Linked DNA regions of Mus musculus: region 2 is linked to region 1. Evidence: chromatin contacts called from public promoter capture Hi-C data. All regions are on one chromosome and are shown on one strand. The core of a region is the stretch at or near the end of the contact, and the rest is flanking DNA. Distances in the headings are between cores, read along the strand shown.

Region 1 (3,617 bases), core at 108-2,607:
TGCTTGCAGAGGTCTGAAGACAACTGTATTCTCCTTTTACCACGTGGTTCCAGAAGGTTCCAGTTAGGTTGTCAGGCCTGGTAGCAAGTGCCTTTAGCCATCTTGTTGGCTTACATCTTACATCTCTTTACTGTAGGTTCAGTGGGGGTTGAGTGGGGACAAAGTCATTCCTATGTATTTAATGTTACTTTACCTGCAACTTATGTTTTTGTTTCACGATAAACATCCCTTTTCGTTTTACTGTAATAAAATTGCCTTCAGATTGGCTACCTGCAATGGTGTGATTGCATCTAACACAGTATTTCTAGACTCTAGTCTCTAAAAAAAATTAAATATACATAAAGTCCTACCTCCATGATTTAGCCTAAGTAAGTAAATTAGCTTTATGGATACTCACTGCAGTGCTTGATGTGGTAGTAAAAAACATTCCAACAACCAAGCATAGCTTAAATAAACATACTTTTACAATTCAATATCTACTAATGAGAAAATTTACATAGAAACAAGCTTAAATAGCAGTACTCCAGAAAACACAAGGCTATTTGGTCAAGGTCACTGGACGAAGCTAACTCTTCTTTTTGAAGCACACATTTCCTGGTGACTTGAGAGCATGGCATGAAACCTTTCCTTAAGCGTCCTAATGTCCACTCTCCCCTTCTTCCTCAGTAACAGGATCGGATTTGTGATGGGAGGTGTTTCTCCTGTTTATGCTGTAACTAGGGATCACATTAGGGCTTAAGTAAAAGAAATATAAAAGTGGTTTTAGGAGAAACTTCCGGGAGGCTTCTTTGAGGCACTGATGACAAGAGTGAGGAAAGGAAGCAGACATTAAGCTACTTCCTGTACTAAGATCTCCTAATAAACAAACAAAAATTAGTTACTAAAACCTTCAAAGATCTGGCTAATTCTAATTGGAGAAGAAAAAAGAGGGCCGAGGGAGTACGTATGCCGATTTTCCTTTGAATAAACTTACTTTGCAAAGGTTGATAAGGTTACAAAAAATCGCTCGCGGTAGTGACCTCTTTTCGGGTTTTCCGCGACAATCCGCAAATCGAGACCATTCCTTTCGTAGACCATTCCGTCGCGCCGATGCCGGCCCTTGTCCCATTCCCAAATTTGTCTAGGGTTTGCAGGGTTTCCAGGATACCTCGTGTATCTGAGGATCTGCATTAACTTAAATTTTGGCCCCAGATGTCAGTTAGGAATTTGAGAACAGAGCCCGGCTGGCGGAATTCTCTCAGGCCACCAATCCTGGGCGCAGGGCAGGGCGGAGCTGGTCCCTCCCTGTTACGTAGCCAGTAGTCGGGACCAGACGAGGGAGGGGCGTGGCATACCTGCTATCAACCTTGTGATTGGCATTCCGTCTCCAGTGGCCGCGGCTGTCAGCTGCCCAGAAGCCTGGGCGAGTGAGGACCTACAAAGTTTGTCCGCTCCGGGGCGCCATACCGGCTCGGGTCCGGGCCAGCCGGGCTGGGCTGGGCTGAGCCCAGGAGACCCCGATGGCCGCAGTGTTCCTGGTAACGCTCTATGAATACTCGCCGCTCTTCTACATAGCGGTGGTCTTCACCTGCTTCATCGTCACCACCGGCCTGGTATTAGGATGGTGAGTGTCCAGGGCTGGGAGTGGAGGGCGCGGGGACCGCCGGCCCGGTGTGGGGTCCGCGCAGAGGGTTCGGGTGACTCCGGGAGAGCGGTCACCGCCACCGAACACACTCGGCCCAGGCCAGGCTGCTGCCCCCGTGGGATGGGACCGCAGGGGAGAACTTGGTCCTGGTGCGGGGGTCAGAGTGCGTGTCCCGAAGGCTTTGTCCCGGGCCCCGGCCTACTTTGTGCCTAGCGGGGACCGGTCACCGGCCCCGCAGGCGCGCAGACCTGACCCAAAGGAGCTTGGCTGTTTATGACCCGAACTGACCCTTGCTTGGTCCCAGATCTTTCAGAGGAACTTTTACCCGAATTCTGTATCTACCGATTGCTAATTGAATGGCTTCTTGATGCAGTCTATTTTTTTGGAAGTGATCTTTAGTTAATAAGACGTTTTTAGAAAGGAGCGAGATTTTAGGAATAAGTTATTCTGTGGGGTGGAGGCATTTTGCTTCTAGGAGAGTTACATAACCCAGGAACAATTCTTTCAGTGTTGAGTCTCCGGTATCCCTCTTGAGGAGATGCAGTTTTATCATGTTTAGGCTTATAAAACACAGCTGGTTGAAACCACGGGACTAGCCTACAGCGGTTGCTCTCTAGACTGCAGCTTTCATAGCCCCTTGAAAAGATGGTGAACCCAAATGTATTGAACAGTGGCTCTAAATGAGCAAGAACCATGGCTGGAAGTGGACCGTACAGAAAAGGACATGAGCTGTTACAGTTGGGGAACGAGTTCTCTGAAAACTATGTGAGAACGGGAATGCATTTGCAAGAAGAACAAAGCAAACAGGTTTGAGACTGAAGCGGGCTTTGTAAATCAAGCTCAAAAATACCACTTGATTACATATTCATCGTTACTTTAAAGACTTTAACAGGTCCCGGTCCGTTTCTGATAATAGGATCTCCTTTTGGAAAAAAAGAACATGTTAATATTTCCACTTGACCCCGAGTTACAGCGTAAAACTCCCATGTTGTGGACAAGATAAGATGAAGTCCAGTCTTAAGTTGTTTTCTCTTTAAGACAGGTGGTTTCCCTGTAGCATAGTATGATTGCAGTCCTGTTTCAGCATCCCAAGTGCTGGGAATATAGGGGTGTGCCACCATACGTGGATCACTCCGTGTTATTTACTATTAACCTTTCAGGTTTTAATTGCTGTCATTTACGTCAAGGAAGTTTGTAATTAGAATTAGTGTTTACCACTTTAAAAAAAAAGTAGTCTTAATACACAGTTTTTAAAGAACTACAACACTGGTATTACTCTCTTCAACCTAACTTTCCTCTCTAAGGAAATTATCTAGTTGATAATTGCACTATATGCCTTGTTAAATAGGCCACTGGGGGAAGTGGATAAAATTCATATTGCACGTAATGTGGCATCTAAGGGTAAAAGGAAGACGGGTGTGTGTGTGTGGGGGGGGGGGAAGACAGAGAGAGACAGAGACAAGGAGAGACAGGGAGACAGACTTTGGAGTCAGACAAACACAGGTTCACGCCACGTTTAAGGCTTGATTTGAATCTATAATGATTGTTTACTACCTGTGTCAGTAGGAGGTTTACAAGTGTTGCAAGTTTCTATTGTGTTATTTCTTGAAGTCTGGGCTGAGCACTGATGAGGCTGCAAGACCTCGTCAGTAAGCACCAGTCACCTCTGTCCTTATTTGAACCTAACAAGTCATGGTGAACCTAACCAACCATTCTTCCCACCCGGCTTAGCTTCACCTACGTAGATAAGCTTTTTATATTGTTATTTGCAAACTAAACCAAGGCCGGATTCACCTGCTAGAAATGATGATAACTTGGTCACCATGTTAATCTTACAGACATCTTTCTAATATCCCAACCAAGGCAACAGGAGTGAGCTAGTCAACTTGCTACACTTTTCGTCCTTGTCATTGTGTATCGGTCATATCTGCAATGTAATCTCTATTGGTTATCTGTTCTCACGTCACGCGCTGGGTCCTTGTTTCTTGCTTCT
Region 2 (3,345 bases), core at 616-3,115, 1.1 Mb before region 1:
CTGATGACCAATTATCAAACTCTATGAGTATATGGGTGGGGCCAGTTTCATTCAAACCTCCACAAGAGGGGACTATCCCTGAAGCTTCTGCTCAGTTTGGTTCCCTATTCTTTATGTGGCCTGCCTGACCATCTTCCTGTTTGCCAATCTGGACCAGGACCTGAACCTGCTGTTTCCTGCTTCCTGATCCCTGTCTGATCTTGCACATCACATATGAACTCTACAGCTTGGAACTCAAACCCTCACGCCAGCCGCTCAGCAGCAGCCGCTCCCTGGCCCTGTTCTGGTTCCTTATCTGGTCCATATAGACCTCCTCAACACCTTTGTAATCTTTTGAATTCCACTGCAATCTCATTAAATTGTATTTATTTTGCAAGCCAAAATATCTATAGATAGATAGATAGATAGATAGATAGATAGATAGATAGATAGATAGATAGATAGATAGATAGATAGATAGATGTATTTTCTGTGTGGCATGTGATATGAGAGTTCATATTAGTAACTGAGGTTTGAATAAGAGAACCTGCATTTGCCCTGGCCAGATTACCAAGGTACGTGGGACTATATGACAAACTGATGTCATTGCAGCTGTTGACCTCTCTGAACTTATTATTCAATAGGTTCTGATCTTGTGGAAACACGCAAATATGTTTGTTTATGCTACTGCCATACTGCACCCACAAGAGGATTTGTTATGCAAATAAAATTACCAGAGTGCGTATTTTCTCTTTCTTGAAATATATAGGGCACCCTTTACTAGTAATGAATCATAAATAATTCCAACATTGACTTGCAGGTATCTTTCAGTCCAATTCAAGCCCAAATTGAATAGTTCCAGTTGTGTCAACACATAAGTTATACTGACAGGCAGTGTTATTAGGATTGAAGTCATGATAGTTAAAATTGACCCATCTGCAATCCAGATAAACTCATACAACCATCTCTAAAGTCAGAAGCTAAAGGATACTTTAATAATAAAAAGTTTGGCAGTGTCAACCAGCCAGACCTCCTGGAGCTCCCGGGGACTAGACCACCAGCTGAAGAGTACACATGGAGCGACCCTTGGCTCCAGCTACATATGTGATAGAGGATGACCTTGTTGAACATCAGTGGGACAAAAGGCCCTTGGGCATGTCAGTGTAGGGGAATGCCAGGTCGGAAAGAAGGGAGTGGGTGGATGGGTGGGTGAGCACCCTCATAGAGGCAGGGGGAGAAAGAATGGAATAGGGGGTTTCTGAAGGGGAGACTTGGAAAGGGCAAAACATTTGAAATGTAAACTAAGAAAATGTCCAATAAAAAAGTAAAAGATAAAAAATGTTTTAAAAGTTGGGGAACTTAATAAAGACTCATTGTATTTTGTGGCATTAACAGTAAAAAGCCCTGTCTTTTTAGTTGAAAATTGTCAAGAGTCAGAGCTCTTTATACATTTCTTCAGCATCCCAGGGCCATAAATAAAATAGCTGTTCTTGTTTAAACTATAACTTAATGCTAATTGTTATGCTACAATACAATTAAATTGTGACTCACTTGGCATTGGGTGCCACATGTTAAAGGGGCAATTGTCAACACTGCCCTGCTTTAGACACCAGCTGCCAGTGATGTTTCCAGGTCACATGTTTCTGACCAACTGGGCACAAATTCAAAGGGTTGACACAACCTCCTCATGTTTGATAATTTTTTAAAGCGTGGCTCATGCCCTTTAGAATTAAGAACAATATTATACTCACAATTACACTTTTATTGTGAAGGACTCAAACCAGGAACAGCCAAATGCTTTCATGTGACATTGATAGTGTCACCCTCCCAGCAGCCATCTAGCTCTGACGAGGACGTGTCTCAGAGTTCTCATGTCTAAAGCTTGTTACTAGGGTTCTTTCATTGACCATGGGACTGGATTTGGTCTCCTTTCACCCACATGAGAGGGATCAAGCCAGGTCAAATTTCTAATTATTAAACACATGGTTAATCTTTCTGGTGAGTGATTGGCTCTCATCCTGAGTCACCTCAGGTCTTCCCATAAACTCAAGTGTGATTTAAGAGGCTCATCAATAATTGCAAACAATAAAACATTCCCATTTACTCAGGGAATTCTAAGATTTAGATTGATTACCTTTTGGGAACCAGAGATAAAGGCCAGTGACACTCTCTATTATACAACAGACCATCCATTCTTTTTATATGGGGCAGCCAGTATAGAGAAGGCACTGGAGAATTTGAGCTAAATTTCTCAATAACTTGACCATCAATATCGGTCTTATAGTATCTCCCCTCGCCTTATCATTTATACTGATATCCTGATATCCTGATATAGGGTGTATAACGTGAAAAACAAAAGTCAAACAGTACTGGCTCGTTATTAGAGTTCCATTCAGACATTAGTAACCAATCCAGCATCACATGAACAAAATGTATCCCAGAGCAAGGCATCTAAAGTTCTCAAGCTTCCATTCAGGCAGATCAGGTTTCAAAAGCAGGAATGAGCTAAGCATTTTGTGGCTTCTCCCCTTAGGCATCTGATGGAAGTGAGCTACGACACAATATTGTGGCTTGCTCTGAGCTTCTTTCAAAGTATTAATGTAATATTGAATTTTCCTCATTGTATAGCCCTTTATTTATTCTGTTACTCTTTAGCTACAACTCTTCCTTCTTGGAGATGTTAGATTGATCCAGTAAGTTGATCTACAGTGCAGGCAGCAATATTACTTTAATAACCACCTCCCATTAGTTGACCCTATTCATTAGAGTTTGTTTATTCTTTCTAGCATGGGGCAGGCAATATAGTTGTATTTATGGCCACTGGTAGCAAATTCAAACTCAATTTCATCTTTGGTACCACTAAGATTTTATTACTTATTGATTGCTACATAATCTGAAGATAAATGACAGTATGTATATTATTTTATAATTATAGATCTGTGTGCTTCTTTTGTTAGCATCCCATTTAGATTCAAGATAGTCGATTCTTATTTGCCTTCTGAGAAAAATCAATAATACCCCTCACTGGTTAGGCTCTAGGGCCTTATCGAGACTCTCTCTTACAGCTCATGAGTATCAGCCAGGACTTGTGGCTCTGTTCTCATGAAGTGCACAGATGACTGTCCCTTTGTCATTTTCTAAAGGTGAATTCTAGAAGGCAAACACCCTATCCATTTATTGCTTCATGTGAGAAAGGCACATGGTTTCCAAACAAAAGGTGTAGTTGCTTGGTGTGCTTTGAGGTTGGACCTGAGTTGTTCAAAGGTGATTTGTGTCTTGTTTTTGAGAGAGTATAAACTGGTTTAAAACTTCCCCAAACTAGTAGTAAGAAGTAATTAGAAGATTCCTGGGTTTTACTTCTACCAC

The links. Promoter capture Hi-C pulls out the DNA fragments that hold promoters and counts their contacts.
Region 2: a contact with region 1 is called in a promoter capture Hi-C map of liver, with 3 times the contacts expected there. The contact joins the enhancer-like site here to the promoter of Cgrrf1 in region 1. A contact is called at or near these places in 6 of 39 promoter capture datasets (the 3T3-L1 cell line, 3T3-L1-derived adipocytes, hippocampal neurons and 1 more), 1 of 115 datasets of contacts at active chromatin or transcription factors (embryonic stem cells) and 1 of 9 other capture datasets (embryonic stem cells).

Annotation. Positions count from the first base shown.
Region 1 is chr14:46,830,777-46,834,393 of GRCm38.p6, forward strand. It overlaps Cgrrf1 (cell growth regulator with ring finger domain 1), which reads left to right and starts at 1,358. Exons shown (of 6, transcript NM_026832.4): 1 at 1,358-1,603. The coding sequence starts at 1,500.
Region 2 is chr14:45,705,751-45,709,095 of GRCm38.p6, forward strand. No RefSeq gene overlaps it. Among named protein-coding and RNA genes, the nearest start is that of A530076I17Rik, 39 kb to the left of the region's middle. Within about 2 kb of position 1,866, at least 13 of the 459 cell types and tissues checked have an H3K27ac peak or open chromatin away from gene starts, as enhancers often do. A contact at or near this core is called in liver, where this site is marked.